5 separate regions of the Mus musculus genome follow, and all the other regions are linked to region 1. The links are chromatin contacts, called in public HiCAR-type and promoter capture Hi-C maps. All regions are on one chromosome and are shown on one strand. Each heading gives the region's core, a stretch centred on a gene start, on an enhancer-like site or on the middle of the called end of the contact. The rest is flanking DNA. Distances are from core to core; before and after follow the strand shown.

What was found. Promoter capture Hi-C pulls out the DNA fragments that hold promoters and counts their contacts. HiCAR-type assays count read pairs that join an accessible place to other places.
Region 2: a contact with region 1 is called in a promoter capture Hi-C map of liver, with 3 times the contacts expected there. The contact joins the enhancer-like site here to the promoter of Slc25a3 in region 1. A contact is called at or near these places in 7 of 39 promoter capture datasets (cranial neural crest, embryonic stem cells, hippocampal neurons and 3 more), 2 of 484 Hi-C or Micro-C datasets (B cells and CD4 T cells), 6 of 115 datasets of contacts at active chromatin or transcription factors (the NIH/3T3 cell line, astrocytes, embryonic forebrain and 3 more) and 2 of 9 other capture datasets (adipose tissue and liver).
Region 3: a promoter capture Hi-C map of liver shows a contact between it and region 1, with 2.6 times the contacts expected there. The contact joins the enhancer-like site here to the promoter of Slc25a3 in region 1. A contact is called at or near these places in 3 of 39 promoter capture datasets (cranial neural crest, hippocampal neurons and liver).
Region 4: a HiCAR-type map of astrocytes shows a contact between it and region 1, with 3 times the contacts expected there. The contact joins the promoter of Anks1b here to the promoter of Slc25a3 in region 1. A contact is called at or near these places in 1 of 39 promoter capture datasets (hippocampal neurons) and 1 of 115 datasets of contacts at active chromatin or transcription factors (astrocytes).
Region 5: a contact with region 1 is called in a promoter capture Hi-C map of hippocampal neurons, with 6 times the contacts expected there. The contact joins the enhancer-like site here to the promoter of Slc25a3 in region 1. A contact is called at or near these places in 4 of 39 promoter capture datasets (the 3T3-L1 cell line, hippocampal neurons, liver and 1 more) and 2 of 115 datasets of contacts at active chromatin or transcription factors (embryonic limb bud and forebrain).

Annotation. Positions count from the first base shown.
Region 1 is chr10:91,122,525-91,125,421 of GRCm38.p6, forward strand. It overlaps Slc25a3 (solute carrier family 25 (mitochondrial carrier, phosphate carrier), member 3), which reads right to left and starts at 1,443. Exons shown (of 8, transcript NM_133668.4): 1 at 1,392-1,443; 2 at 1,034-1,182. The coding sequence starts at 1,178.
Region 2 is chr10:89,749,831-89,752,727 of GRCm38.p6, forward strand. The region is part of intron 1 of Uhrf1bp1l (UHRF1 (ICBP90) binding protein 1-like); the gene reads left to right. Among named protein-coding and RNA genes, the nearest start is that of Uhrf1bp1l, 6.3 kb to the left of the region's middle. Within about 2 kb of position 1,496, at least 15 of the 459 cell types and tissues checked have an H3K27ac peak or open chromatin away from gene starts, as enhancers often do. A contact at or near this core is called in adipose tissue and liver, where this site is marked.
Region 3 is chr10:89,768,289-89,771,185 of GRCm38.p6, forward strand. All of the region lies in intron 1 of Uhrf1bp1l (UHRF1 (ICBP90) binding protein 1-like), which reads left to right. Among named protein-coding and RNA genes, the nearest start is that of Uhrf1bp1l, 25 kb to the left of the region's middle. Within about 2 kb of position 1,428, at least 25 of the 459 cell types and tissues checked have an H3K27ac peak or open chromatin away from gene starts, as enhancers often do. A contact at or near this core is called in liver, where this site is marked.
Region 4 is chr10:89,872,087-89,874,983 of GRCm38.p6, forward strand. Anks1b (ankyrin repeat and sterile alpha motif domain containing 1B) reads left to right here and starts at 1,423. Exons shown (of 27, transcript NM_001359241.1): 1 at 1,423-1,719. The coding sequence starts at 1,586.
Region 5 is chr10:90,080,714-90,083,610 of GRCm38.p6, forward strand. The region is part of intron 8 of Anks1b (ankyrin repeat and sterile alpha motif domain containing 1B); the gene reads left to right. Among named protein-coding and RNA genes, the nearest start is that of Anks1b, 210 kb to the left of the region's middle. Within about 2 kb of position 1,443, at least 11 of the 459 cell types and tissues checked have an H3K27ac peak or open chromatin away from gene starts, as enhancers often do. A contact at or near this core is called in forebrain and hippocampal neurons, where this site is marked.

The DNA.
Region 1 (2,897 bases), core at 193-2,692:
ACTAAAATTATTAGTATCTGTGAGATACTATTTTCTAAAACTTCCTGCATTGGTAATTTCAACTAAAGGCAGTTACTAAGAGCACCCTCCAAGGACAGCCCAAAATCAAAAAGAGCACTTAACATGTGCAAAGCTTGCTAACTTTAACGTTTGCTCCAGCTATTAACCAACTACTCACTTATGAACTAAGTAAGTCATACCTAGTTCCTGCAGTCAAAAACATACAAAGATTTGCTTTAGCTTTTGAAATCAGAGGAAAACGATAGGAGATAGTGAAAAGGAGTTTTCTAATCACGTTTAAGACGCATGAAGCACATGAATGACTGGGGTGTGGGTGGGGACTTCTGTTTTACACACACAATGTAGGTAACGTTTCTCTTGAGGCCTATAATTCAGCTTTCGGGTTTCTCTTGTACTTATGTTCCACTAGGATTTAAAACATACAGTTATTGAGTCACCCAGCTCAAATCCCAAAAACATAAACTCAAAGGAATGCACACCTCATATAATCTGCAAGTCACCTCCTTCACCAACCAGTAGCACAAAAGGAAGAGATTCCCAACCCCATTACCTCATATACAATTAAATGAAAAGATAAAACTTGGGAAAGGAGATCAAAGGAGAGTTTTCCAGGTAATTTTTAAAAAGGCAAGTCAAATAAACGTTATGGAGTTGCAACTGTGTCTGGCTAGTGGTTAAAAAGAGATTTTACCCAGTATACTTGGCTGACCAAGCGGGCTCACGGGGGAAGATAAAGAAGTTGGTTACCACCTCTCTGCCTCTACTCCCTTCGGGACACGGAGGTCACTGAGTGGCGCTGGGCCTGGGCCCTTCCACGCCCTTGAGGGAGGGCCAAGGATCCGACAGCGGCCTAGGGTGTCAGAGTTGCCATCCCAGGGTCAGCGAGAGACCGGTCCTCGGGTCCAGGGCTGAAGCGTCCTTCCCCGACCTCCAGTTCCTGCCCAGGACTCGGGAGGCAGAGCAGGGGGGCAGCATGTAACCAGCGCTCCCACAGGGCAGGGTGCGACCTCACCTTCCACGGCGGCGGCGGCCAGGTGGCGGGAACGCCGGGGCGGAGCTGGGGGACTGCGGGGACCCGACAGGCCATCGTGCACCAGCTGCAGGTGTGGCGCGTTGAAGGGGTTCGCCCGCGCCAGGTGCGCTACGGACGAGAACATCCTCCTGCGGGGGAGACAGAGGGCGGAGGTGAGAGAGACCCGGCGCCGGGCAATGTCACCGGAGCCCCGCGAGACATGCCCGGCTCTGCGCCCTTGAGGAGGTCACAGCTTCTTCCCCAGGGACGCCAAGCCCGGCCGGGCCCACGGCCAAGGCGGCGGCCACAAGGGACTCAAGGCTCCGCGCCGCGGCGAGGCCCGGTCGCGCTCACTTGCCTAAGATGGCGAACACCCAACCGCTCGCTGGGCAAGGTTGCGGCTCACAGAGGCCGAATGTCCTCCCGGCCCGAAGATCCGTGCCCTTCGCGCGGCGTCACCGTGACGCACGCAGAGCGTCACTGCGCCACGCGCCTCTCATTTGCGGAGAGGAGCGCAGAACCTGGACGTCATCGCGTCCTCCTAGCAACCCTATCCCCGCCCACGTCCAACCCCAGCCCTTCCGGCCCTGCTAGTGCGCAGGAGGATTCCTACTGCGCAGGCGCAGATCCAAAGCGCCCTCCTCCCCCACTCCCCTTTTTTTTTTAAAGTGTAGTCTTGGCCTTGGACGGGCAGGTGACCTACTCACTCTGTCCCTTCACCTTCCGGTGTTTTCTCCTTGGCGCCAGGAATTTTTACATGTCTTTAAGTGATTGCGGGCATAAACTTTTAAAGACATGAATGCTTAAGTGATACGTTATTCAGGTATGGAAGCTAGGATATCACTACAAGATCTTTGATCGGAATTCCTGCCATCATCGGACTTTTCAGAAAAAAATTCCATCACACTGACTTTTGACATAGGCATGTCTAAATTTTCCACCAAGTTCTGGTGGAAAGGATATACAGGAAGAACTCATACAATACATAAAACTGCTTCTGCCTCACAGAATGTCCATGGCCCCTGAGAACAGTCAGTCAAGGCTTCGTTCCTGGAGGCACAGGCATGCGCTGACATGAAAGTAACCGATGAACTGTGTGCGTGTAAGACAGGACTGTGTGTACTTCAGACATTTACAAGATCATCATCACTCTGATGTCAACAAGCGGGGGCCAAGTTCCACGAGGGAGAGTTTAGAAGCAATCAAACCTGTTGTAATTCTTGCGTTTAACATTTTCCTGGGACGTTTATCTCATCTTTATTAAGCCTTTTTATCTAACCCAAGACACCACTAGAGCTGGCTCCTGTATTGACTATTGTAGTTATACTAAGTCTACCTCTGCAGTCAGTGCTCTGCTGTGTCCTTTAAAAATTCTTAACATTTACAAACAAAAGACATTTTCATTCATTTTGCCCTAGGTCCTTCAAATTATGTAATTGGTCCTGGATAGAAGAAATACTTTTAGAGTTTATGAAACATCAAGAAGATGTAAAAAAAAAAAAAATGTTTACAAAACATCTTTCAGAGGTCTGGTACTTGATTCCTAGTACCCACCTTGATTCTAGCTCCAGGGGATCTGACACCATCTTCTGGCCTCTATAGGCACCTGCACTCATGCACACACACACACACACACACAGACCACCACCACCACCACCACCACCACCACCACCATTTTTTAAAAAACCTTTAAAGATGAAATTTATAAAACATTTTTCATAAAAAACTGAAGAGGTTTAAATTAGCCATATTTCTGCTGCTATGATAAAACATCATTTTGGCTTACACCTCCAGAGGGATAAGAGTCCATCATGGTGGGGAGGCATGACAGCAAACAGCAGACATGCCAGTAGGCCCCCAGGTA
Region 2 (2,897 bases), core at 246-2,745, 1.4 Mb before region 1:
GTGCAGCAGCTTCTGTCTTTAATCCCAGGGCTGGGAAGGCTGGGAGGTTTCCTGGAGCTGGCCTGCCAGTCTAGCTGAATCGGTGAGTTCTGTGTTCAGTGAGACAGTCTATCCCAAAGGTAAAAAGGAGAGCGAAGAAGATATCAGCTGTTAATGTCTGGCCTCCACATCTGTGTGCATACATGTGCATCCGTCACTTTCTTAAGTAACTAGATCTCTATTCAAAGACCAAGTTTTCACATGCTTTTTTGTTGTTTTTGTTTTGTTTTGAGTCAAGGTCTTGCTGTTTAGCAAAGCTTTGCTTGGAACTAATATTAAGTATTCACTGTGTGTGTAGGATACATGCATGCTGTGGTGTGCATGTGGAAAGGCAGAGGATAACTTGGGAGTTGGATCGCTTCCTTCCATGTAGGTCCTGGGAACGGAACTCAGGTCATGGGTTTGGTGGCAGGCATTCTTACTCACTGGACCATCTCATCAGCCCTTGTCTGGGGCTCTTGATCTTCCTGCCTCCAGCTTCCAAGTGCTATAAATTCAGGCTTGAGCCTGGACCTCAGGCCCACATTTTGTAATAAAGCTTGACAGTTTGTAGGGATGTGTACATTTCAGATCATGAGCGTGTGCACACAGACACAGAGAGAGAGAGACACACACATACACACACACTACATATTGATCATTACAGATGCAAGGATGATTTTAGTTGATCCTGTTCTGTTCTAGGAAGCATAAATAGGGGTTTTAGCTTATTTCTAAACTACATTGCTGTATGAAATTTGTGAGTTGGTTTACTTAAACTAGGCAACTGAGAGAAAACCTGGTTACTTTTTAGATTACAAATGAATTTACTTTTATAAGATTTGAGATTATTTAAAAGTAATTTTGCTTTTTCATTTTAATATAATCCCTAGTAATACATGTATGTTGATCACGGGGCATGGTGGCACAGGCCTTTAATCCCAGCACTTGGGAAGCAGAGACAGGGGGATTTCAGAGTTCGAGGCGAGCCTGGTCTACAGAGTGAGTTCCAGGACAGCCAGGGCTATACAGAGAAACCCTGTCTTGAAAAACAAAAAACAAAAAACAAACCAAAATATGTTGACATTAGCTGTACTAGGTTTTTTTTTTTTTTTTTTTTTTTTTTTTTTTTTTAACAAATAAGTTACTGGATGCCTGCTTTGTACTACTGAGAACATAGCAATGAGAAAACACGATAGAAGCCCCCACACTCATGGTGTTACATTTTAATCAGAGGATAAAGGTAATTAATAAATAGTAAACAATCAAACATGTAACAGGGTATTAACTGCACTTTAAAAAGTAACAGAAAGGCGGTTGGAAGATAGGAATGGGGTTCGTAGTTAGTCCTGATTGTTGGCGGTCAGGAATGTTCAACTGGAATGTATTTCACAAGACCTGAAAGTGGTGGTGGGAGCCAATGCAAACAGCTCTGATGGTGGTAGCTTGCTTGTTATTTTGAAATATGTTGAGGCCTCCAGTGAGGTGAAATAGAGTGGAGCAGGGAAGAAAACACAGGCCACGCTGGGGAGAGTGCACCTCAGTGGTGAGGGGCTTGTTTGGCCTGCTTGAAACCCTGGGTTTGATCCCCACCTGACAACAAAAACATCCAGATCGTGTTAAAGTACAAAGAAAAGTCCTTCGGGGGCTGGAGAGATGGCTCAGTGGTTAAGAGCACTGACTGCTCTTCCAGAGGCCCTGAGTTCAAATCCTAGCAACCACATGGTGGATCACTACCATCTGTAATGAGATCTGACACCCTCTTCTGTGTGTCTAAAGACAGCTACAGTGTACTTACATATAATAACAAATAAATCTTTGAGCCAGAGTGAGCAGGGCTGGAGTGAGCGAGCGGGGCCCCAGTGAGCAGAGGTCCTGAGATCAAGTCCCCGCAACCACATGATGGCTTAAAACCATCTGTACAGCCACAGTGTATTCATATATACATAAAATAAATTAATAAATCTTTTTTTTTTTAAAGACCTTTGGGGACAAAGGATGTGGACTCTCCAATTTCAGATCTAGAGTGCTTGACTAATGTGCACAGGGTCCTGAGGGCTATCTAGGGTGCCACATTTGAGATGGGGAGACCTGGCAGGACATGCCTACAGTCCTAGTGTGTGTCATATAGAGAAGGGAACTCAGGGAGTTCAAGGTCATTAGAGGCCAGCACAGGCTCTGTAGAAGACAGGGTCTCTTGTAGCCTTCATCTACAACCTGTTACCCACCAGGAATTTCTGTCTTTCCTGTGAGTCCTGGACTAAACCTAGGTCCTCTGGAAGAGCAGCAGATGCTCTTAACCACTGAGCCATCTCTTCAGCCCCTAGTTTCGGGCTTTATTTCTGTATTTACTGGGACCAAGTTTCCTCATATCCAATATCAATGTGGAAACTGGTAGTGACTGGCTTTTACACTGAATCGAGGTTGGAAAAAATCACTAGAGGTTTTTTTTGTTGTTTTTTTTTTTAAAGCAAAGGATCACTGTCAGCTGTGTGAGCAACAGGACAGAGAAGACGTGAAAGGCAGTGGAGACAGCTAACTATGCAGGTGAATGAAAATGTTACCAGGGTAGATAGATGCCGTGGAGTTGCGGAGGGTCAGTCTCTAGGTGTACCTGGGAGGCAGAGCCCCATTGACTGTCAGACAAGATATGGATTAAGAGTTGTCTTGAGAGTGGTAATGGAGGCCACTGACAAGATGGGATTGCCGTGAACTGCGTTGGAGGTGGCTGCTGGGGGAGCAGGCTGTCAGAGGCCGGAAGTTTGGTTTTGAATGGTAATTTGTATCTGTTCATTATGAAGTAGAGATGCCCTCCCTTCTTAAATTTATGACCTGATTTAGAGTATGCCACCATTTAGTCTGGCAGTAACAATGAAAGT
Region 3 (2,897 bases), core at 178-2,677, 1.4 Mb before region 1:
AGCCCAGTTTCTCCACTTTTAGGATGAAGGGTATAATTATACATACTTTAGAAAGTTATAAGCCAAAATGAAGTCTATAAAGCACTTCAGAAGTGTAGCTGATAATCAGCAGCCATTGTGTAAAGAGTCTGGAAACACACAGAAAAGAATGTTTGTCTACTTGGAGACATCAGAGAGTATTTCTTAGTTCCGTTTGACCTGCATAGATTAGTCGCCAGTCTGTCAGAGTATCTGACACAGGCTACTTAGCAAGTGTTTAGCTCACAGTTTTGAAGGCTCAAGGTCCAAGTGGCTCTAGATTGATCCTTGGCTGTATCACCAGGTGGCAAATGGGAGAGAGCAATGGCAGGAGAATGTATTGGGAGCAAACAAGTGGTGATATCTTGAGCCAGGAGCAGGAGCGAGTGGGAGTGAGAACAAGCTAAAGAGGCCGGAGTCCTGACATCCCAAAGGACCTAAGAACCTGTCACAGGAGTCATAGGACAGAGGACTGACTCAACCATCATCACCCTCTGGGAGTTACGGAGGAAATAGTAGTGGGAAGGTGGGGCAGGAACAGGATCAGTGCGGCCATTGGATAAAGATCTACAGCAGGAAGAATTAGCTCAGGGGTGAGGGGGAGCATTAAGTAAGGAGTCTGTCACGCTGTGATCCAATTGTCCTTATCTCAGTTTCAGTTCTGGATTTTCCAGGTTCTAGAAGACTCAGTAGAGAGTAGTTATCCCTCACCTCCATTTTGTCAGGGTTGGGTGGTGGGGATAGGAATAGGGGGAGAGAGGCATTCTCGCCAGAGAATCTCTTCCTGAATTCTATCTAAGGTGACTGCAAGTTCGTGACAAAGACCAGAACTTTCTAGATGCTGCTGCAGGACACGCAGAACCTGATGTAAAAACTGACCTTTGAATGTCCTTGCAAATCTTGAAAATACTTCACTTTTATCTTGGTGCCTTTAGTCCGGAAGGGAGCTGAGATAGAATAGGTATATTTAGGGCTAACCAACCTTGAATTACCAGTTTCTATGCAGACGCTTCTTAAATGATTAACTTGCCTGTGTGCAGATTTGAGCAGGAATCTCAGCTGAGATTTGGAAGAGAGCAGATGCAAAATGAAAGCCCAGGGTTTTTCCTGTTTTTAGCTATCCATTGTGACATTTGCTGGGGTTGGGGGAGTTAGGGGAGTGGAAAGGGAAGAAGGGGGAGGGAGGTGTGAGGGAAGGTTAAGAGGAGGTGGGGGGGGGAGAGAGATTCCTATTTTCTCTCTCTCTCTCTCTCTCTCTCTCTCTCTCTCTCTCTCTCTGTGTGTGTGTGTGTGTATGTGTGTGTGTGTGTGTGTGTGTGTGTGTGTGTGTAGCCCTGCCTGCCTTGAACCTCTCTCCGTAGACCAGGCTGTCCTCAAACTCAGATCCAGCTGCCGCTGCCTCCTGCATGCCGGGATTAAAGGCGTGTGCCGCCACCACCTGGCTTAGGTCTCACCTCTTTACTGTCACAGTATCATACTATCTTGGGAACCAAGCAATCCTTTATGCACAGGGCTCTTTGGGGGAACATCCATCGTCCAGACTACAATACTAGACCATAAGAGGGAAGTAGGAATTTGGTTGGTGGAGGAAGAGCTAGGCATTCTGGGGCTTTGGGCTGGAGGAGATGGGAAGAAGATTGTTCTCAGGAGTAGCTGTGTTGGTCAGTCTGGCAAAGCTGCTCTACGGGATGAGATGTGCTTATGTGTACAGCAAGCAGGCTTTCTTCCGAAGTGATTATTCATTGGTTTGTGGCGGTTCTTGAGGTTGTGTTAAATTCTTAACTTGAAGTATAGCATCTTTATGACAGTGATTGGTGATTTTGGTCTCCCTGAACTTTGACTTTCCTAGTGCTGGCACAGAAAACACAGCTGTCAGGACCATGGCCCAGGAACATAGATTTAGTGTACCTCAAATACCATGTTCCAGTGTGGTAACAGTTCATGAAGCCTTTATGGTAAAACAGCAAAGAACATCATAAATCAAGACACATCAGATACATTGGTGGGAACTCAGTAGGGGGATTACAGCAAAGTGGACAAAGTCTCTTCTGTAGGCCCCAGATGTTGTCTGATATGCTTAGTCTCCGGGTTGGTAAAATCAGATGGTCTCTGTACATTCTGGTGGACTTACTTAATAGTTAGGGGTGTTAAGTGAAACAGCTGGGCAGTGAGGGAATATTTAGGGGACTTAGAGAGCCCAAGCTGGTTTGGCTCCCAATTGTAACATTCCAGTTCTCCACAATCACCGGGCTTTAAAAGCATTTCTTTATTATAATTATTGTGTATGCATGGTTAAGAGGCACACTCATGCCACTGTGTGTGTGTGAACATCAGAGGACAGTGCTGTGAGTTCTCTCACCACTTTTGGAGGATCCAGGCATTGAGCTCAGGTCACAAGGCTGTGGTAAGTGCCTTACCTGCTGAGTCCTCTTGCAGACCCCTCTACCACCCCACCACCCCCTTTCCCCTGAGACAGGGTTTCTCTGCGTAGCCCTGGCTGTCCTGGAACTCAGTCTGTAGACCAGGCTGGCCTCGAACCTGGAGATCCTCCTGCCTCTGCTTCCCAGGTGCTGGGATTAAAGGCCTGTGGCACCGCCACCCAGCTCAGCAATTACTTTTTGAAGAGTAGCTCGGTAAAATTAGAAATTTTTGTTTGGGAGAAGGAATTGTTTTCAGGTTTCAGAAATATCTCTAAAAGTATTGAAAAATAGGTTTGTAGTTTATTATTATCATTATTGTTTGTAGTACCAAGCATAGAAGTTCAGGTTTCTTGTTCTGTCTGGCACACAGGGTAAAATAATTTTTAAAGGATTTTATTTTAGGGATCTAGAGAAATGGCTTCACTGCTAAGAGCACTGTTGCTCTTTCTGAGGATACTA
Region 4 (2,897 bases), core at 173-2,672, 1.3 Mb before region 1:
CCTTTAGTTCTAAAGTAATATACAGTAATAATATCCAGTTCGTTGGGTTGTTGTAAGCAAAATGACAATCACATCTTTTCCTATCAACTGACCACAAGCTGTCACAGGAAGTTTCAAAAGAAAATAAGCATGCGTTCTCTGCCACGAGCAAGGAAAACATCCAACAAAATCAAGGCAGTCATACACAATGAACTGCTGATGATATATGCAAATCAAAGCAGCTCTCTCATCCATGCCCATTTATATTTTTCCTAGGGTGGATGTGGAAGAATTTCCAATGAGAACCCTTTTTCTGGTATTTGCACAAGTCAGCAGCTCTCCAAAGCCCGAGTAAAATTCAGGCTGATTAAAGACCCTAAAAAACCTGCAAAAGTCACAAGGCATTCAGTGGTTCAGAAACTAGGATAAACCAAACCTCTTCAGCTTCTTCCAAGGACGGACATCTCAGACTCTCACCAGAGAGGTAAAGCAAGAGGATGAAATATCCTTCAAGTCCCCCGGACTGGGACAGAAACTGCAGCAAAAGCGCCTCTTCTCAGCACCTCGTTCTCCATCACCTCCTAGTGGAAGATTTTCCCCAAGTCTGGTTACTGACTCTGGGCTTCAGGCAGAGAAGGCGCCTCAGCAGCTAGCGGGGTGATCTCCAGTACTCACACAGTTAAACCTCTTCAGAGACGGGAGAAGGGAGCAGAAGCGGGGTGGGGGGTGGGGGGAGAAGAGAGAGGAGGGAGAGGGAGCAAAGAGCGGGGAAGGAGGGAGGAGAGCGGAGGGAGCACGGAGGAGGGAGCAAGGAGGACCCCGCCCACTGGCACAGAACTGCACCCCCCCCCCAACCCCCCGCCCGCCCCACGGTCGGCCCCGGGCCGCACCTGCCGCGCGCACACGCCCCCCGCGCGCCGAGCCTCCGAGCCGCCGCCGCCGCCGCCGCCCTCCGCACGCACCCGCCGCGGCTCGTCCGCACAGCCCAGCCTCGGCGCGGGCCGCAGCCACCCCAGCCGCGGGCCGCGGCCGTCGTCCCCGTGTAAGCCCCGAGCCCGCCGGGCGCGGAACCCAGGTGGATCCAGGCTGGGCGTTTGTACGCACGGGCCTCCGCTGCCGTGGTTCGATACCCTCTAGCTCTGGGGAGGACGCGCTCGACTCGCTCCCTCCTCATCAGCCTCAGAGCGCTCCTTGAGCTCCTCAGTGCCGGAGCATCCTCCCCGCTGCTCAGCATCCTCCTGTCAGCGCCGGAGCATCCTGCTCAGGGCTCGGCGTTCTCTGAGCTCAGCATCCTCCTTCCGTTCCTCGGCAGCGCCCGGGCCCGGTCCCCACCCGCTCGCACCCCACCCGCGGGAAGGAGGCCTCGGGAATGCAGGGGAGTGGCTGTGGGGGCGCGTCGCCGCTTGGCCAGCCCCTCTGCCCAAACACAGGCTGCTCCCCATTGTAGAAGCTGCGCGGAGAGAAGGAGGACGGCGTGCTGCTCCCTGCGCGGGGCTGCAGGGAATAAGCCCGGGCATCCTTATAGGGTGGGGCGGGGAGGGCCCTGGCTTTTGGGGAGTGGACCTGGAGCAGGGAAAGGACTCTGTAGCGGACTCGGTGAGAGACTATGGGGAAGGACCAGGAGCTGCTGGAAGCTGCTCGTACTGGCAATGTGGCTCTGGTGGAGAAACTCCTATCTGGCAGGAAAGGAGGGATCCTGGGTGGTGGATCCGGACCTCTGCCCCTGTCTAATCTGCTAAGGTAAGAACTGGCACTCACTGCGGGCTCGGGGTGGTGGTGGTGGTATGCACACCCCTCGTTAGCATTGTGATGGGTACGTTCTCTCCTCAGGGTATATTGCACCTGGAGGTGTCAGCGATTCATTCTTAAATTAGACAGGAAAACAGACCGTGTGTGTGAAGAGGAGGCAAGAGCCTCCCAGTTAGACCGATGCTTTAGACTCTTGGAGTAATTTTAAAATAGCTTTTCCATCAATGCGTCAATCAGCTACTTTTCTCTAAACCGTGGTGCAGAACTTGTACATGTACTGGTGTTGCTAGAAGGAAATCGGCATGCCTGGTACTGTTTGTGTTTGCAGCTGTGAAAGCCCACCCCCTACTATTTGGCTATTTAAATGAGAAGCTTGTTGGATGCTTGCAGTTATCCTGCGAAAGCCACCGACTCCCTGGATTGCTGCTTCCTTCTTGGGCAGAAAGCATCAGCAGTGGGTAACGATCCCACAAAAACAAAGCCAGGGAACCTTCTGAGATGTCAATCAGGAGTGTGTAAAACTTGATGAGGCAGGTTGGGCAGCTTTAGTTTACTTTCAGTTTCCCAGACACAGCTGAGGGAAACATCCGGCTTGGGAAAGCGTGTGTGGAATAAATACAGCAGAGGCCTTTTAATGTTAACATGTTGCAGGTGAGACGAATATTAGTTCTCAAAGGTTCTTTCTAAGGTGACATTAAAAAAAGTCAAAGTCTTTATTCACCATACTAGAGAGAGCTAGAGAGAGCAGGGTTTGTCTGCATGTTTGAGAAACTATTAAAAGTTGAATTGAACAAATGAAATCTCTTAGGAGGCAGGAAGCCTGAAGAGCACTCAATGAAATTCAAGGAAAGCTCTTTAGTTCTCAAGTCGTGATTGTTCAGTGTGTCTTGTGTATTTTTGGAGGCATCTATCATCATACATAACTCTATCTTAAAACATCTCTTAATGGCAACTTAATGATACTTGTAAAAAAAATTAAAAGCTGGAGTGGTTTTCTTGCTTAAAAATATTTTGTATTACTTTTTATAAAAAATAAAAATAATTACACTTACTTGGTGTGTGTGTGTGTGTGCGTGTGTGTGCACGCTGTGCATGCCATCTACCCCATTCAGAAAGCAGAGGGCAACTTGTGAGAGCCTGTTTTCTCCCTCTATCATGCAGATTCAGGA
Region 5 (2,897 bases), core at 193-2,692, 1.0 Mb before region 1:
ACAACAAACTTGAGGCCAGCCATGGCTAGATATCCAGACCCCGTTTGGAAAAAAAAATTGTTCTAAGCACTGTTTTATTTATTTATTTATTTATTTATTTATTTATTTATTTATATCTTTAAAGAACCCCCATACAGTATTCTAACCAGGCACACAGTTGATCTAGTGACAGAAATCCTGCCAGGACCTTTACAAGCTAATTTAGGTCTAAAATGAGAGTAGAACTTTAGGTCCTAGTAACGTCATACAATTTTAAGTTTTCTTTCTTTCTTTCTTTCTCTCTCTCTCTCTCTCTCTCTCTCTCTCTCTCCCTCTCTCTCTCTCTCTGAACAAATCTCATACATCTCATACATCTTGTAGCTTACTTCTTCAGTTATCTAGCATAATCATTTGTGTTTAAGTTCTAGAACTAGGGAATAGACTAGTTTTGACTCTTAAACAATTTACTGTACCTTGTGTAGCTTGAAGGCAAACATTTCTCATATTCCTGGAGGCTGCAGGCAAAGCAGGCATCTGCTAAGAGACCACCTCCTGGTTTGGGAGTGACCGTCTTTAGAGTCACATTGTTTCCCCACATGACTGGGGACAGAGGGAAAAAGCCAGCTGTCAGCTGGCTTTGCTTGTGGGCATTAACCCACCCCTGACAGCTATGCGCTCATCACCTGGACACCTCCCAGAGTCCTGTGCTCTACTGTCTCTGGGGGTTGGTACATCAGTATGTGTATCAGGAAGGGGTAGAAACTTTCTTCTTACCAGGAAGGTTTTGCTTGACAATGAAAGAGAATTCAAATTATGTTCTGACACCAGTTTGGACTTGCAAAGTTATTTTCGTACTGTATCAAAGCTTTAAATGTAGAAAAACATTCTTGTTTGTTGTTTATATTTCTAGCAATGTGATGAGCCACCAGTCTGAATGTGATTTAGTTTTAGACGCTCCAAAATGTTGGGCTTGTTCATTTTGGTGCTATGCGTCATTGCACAAGTAATTAGGGAATTATGAAATAAAAGGAAAACATGTTCTGAGTTTCCTATCATTCATGAGTGTATTTTACACATTAGCGATGGAGCTGGAACGCAGAGTATTTTTAGCTGTTACCCTTCTGAGTTCGATGCAAGTTTCCTTTCCTCTTTTATTCCAGTAGAGGGCACTCTTGTGCAGGATTTTAAGCCAAAAATCAGCTCTCTTATGTAAGAACGTTCAGTTTTTTGAATCAGAGATGTTTAATTTTATACGAATAATTTTACTATTATAAATGAATTAAAAAGTCTTTCCCTATTATTATTAATATTGTGGGATTTATATTTAATTTGAAGACCAGCTCAAGTTAGAATTTTATTTTACCTTGCTTGCATTTTAATTCAAAAGTTAATCTGTTCTGAATGCTCTTATACTATGCCTATGAGACCATTTTCCAAGTTGAATCAGAACATTATATAATCTCGGATATGAATTTTAAAGAAATATCATCATATTTGTTACCAGCCTATGAAGTTTATGTCTTTGACAGAATATAAAATGATCTAAATTTTTTCCTATTGTTTTCATTTATTTTCCTAAGCCCCACTTTCATTTATATTCTTCATTTATATAAACAATATACACAATTCTTAAAGGTGAATATGACAGGCTGTAGAAACTCTGATATGATATAATATAAAGATTATGACAGATTGGATCGGGAAGATATTTCTCTTAGATTTAAATAGAAAAAGCATTATTGTCTTATTAGCCTTTAAAGAAATGGGTAAGACTGTTGCCTGAAGAAACGTTTTCTTTTCTTTCTTTTTCCTGAAGGAAACTCCAGATACAGACGCATCCAGCGCTCTCTGTTTGTCCAGGGATGTGCTAGCATGGTCAATGTTGTGTTACTCAGCCAGTGTGTAGCACTTCTCTTATTTCACTTACGCTTCTACTGCGGACTCTTCAATTGCATGCCAGATTCTGAAGTGTGAGCTATTTTATTAGATTGTCCAGAAGTCAGATGCTGGTCCTGCGGGTAGAGCTCAGTTGGTAAAGTGCTTGTGACGTGTAAATGTGAAGAGCCGAGTTCAGATCTCAGAACCCTTGTGAAGATAACGAAAAGCCAGGGACAGTGGTATATTACAGTCGCAAGGCTGGGGAGATGGAGGCTGCAGGGAGCTGGGGACCACTGGTCATCTACTTAAGTCACTTAGCAAACCTCAGGTCTCAGCGAGAGACTCCTCTTGCCCCCCAAAGATGTACAGCTACTGAGGAGTAACACCATAACTTGACCTCTGGCTTCCGTGTGAGCATTTCCATGTGCAGTTGCACCCCCCCCCCCACACACACACATAGGCGTATCTGCACACAAATGAATGGACACAGATACCTGTACACACACATACAAGCACATGCAGTGTATGTTCTGTTTCTGGAATGAGGCTTACGTTCAAACATGTTCTGATGTGTTTTAGGATAGAGAGACCTCAGTGGCTACTTTGTTGTATGTTTCTGACACGTAAGTAAAGGGCTCTTCTTACAGGGTTAGTAGTAAATCTCCGGCATAAATGCGCTTTTTGATAGTGATGCCAAGTCTTAAGTGGTGGTAAACCTAGATGGTGGTCAGGAGAAAATTTCGAACTACGGTTTATATCTTTATGCTGGAACAAAAGTTTGAGAAGTACGACTCAGAGCTGCCATATATTCAGCCAGCTTTGAGTTTTCTTAGCAGATTTTTCTAGGAATTAAAATACATAGAAGCTGCAATCTGTGGTCCTATATTAATACTTCCTGGCTGGTATCTTTAAGAAATATATGCACTAGATATATAGTGCACGCAAAGAAAAAAAAACCTAGAATGAGAATGATCAATTTCTGACCCTCCTTTCACCTTAGGAAGAACTTTATCTGTAGAATTTCTAGGAAGGTATTTGAG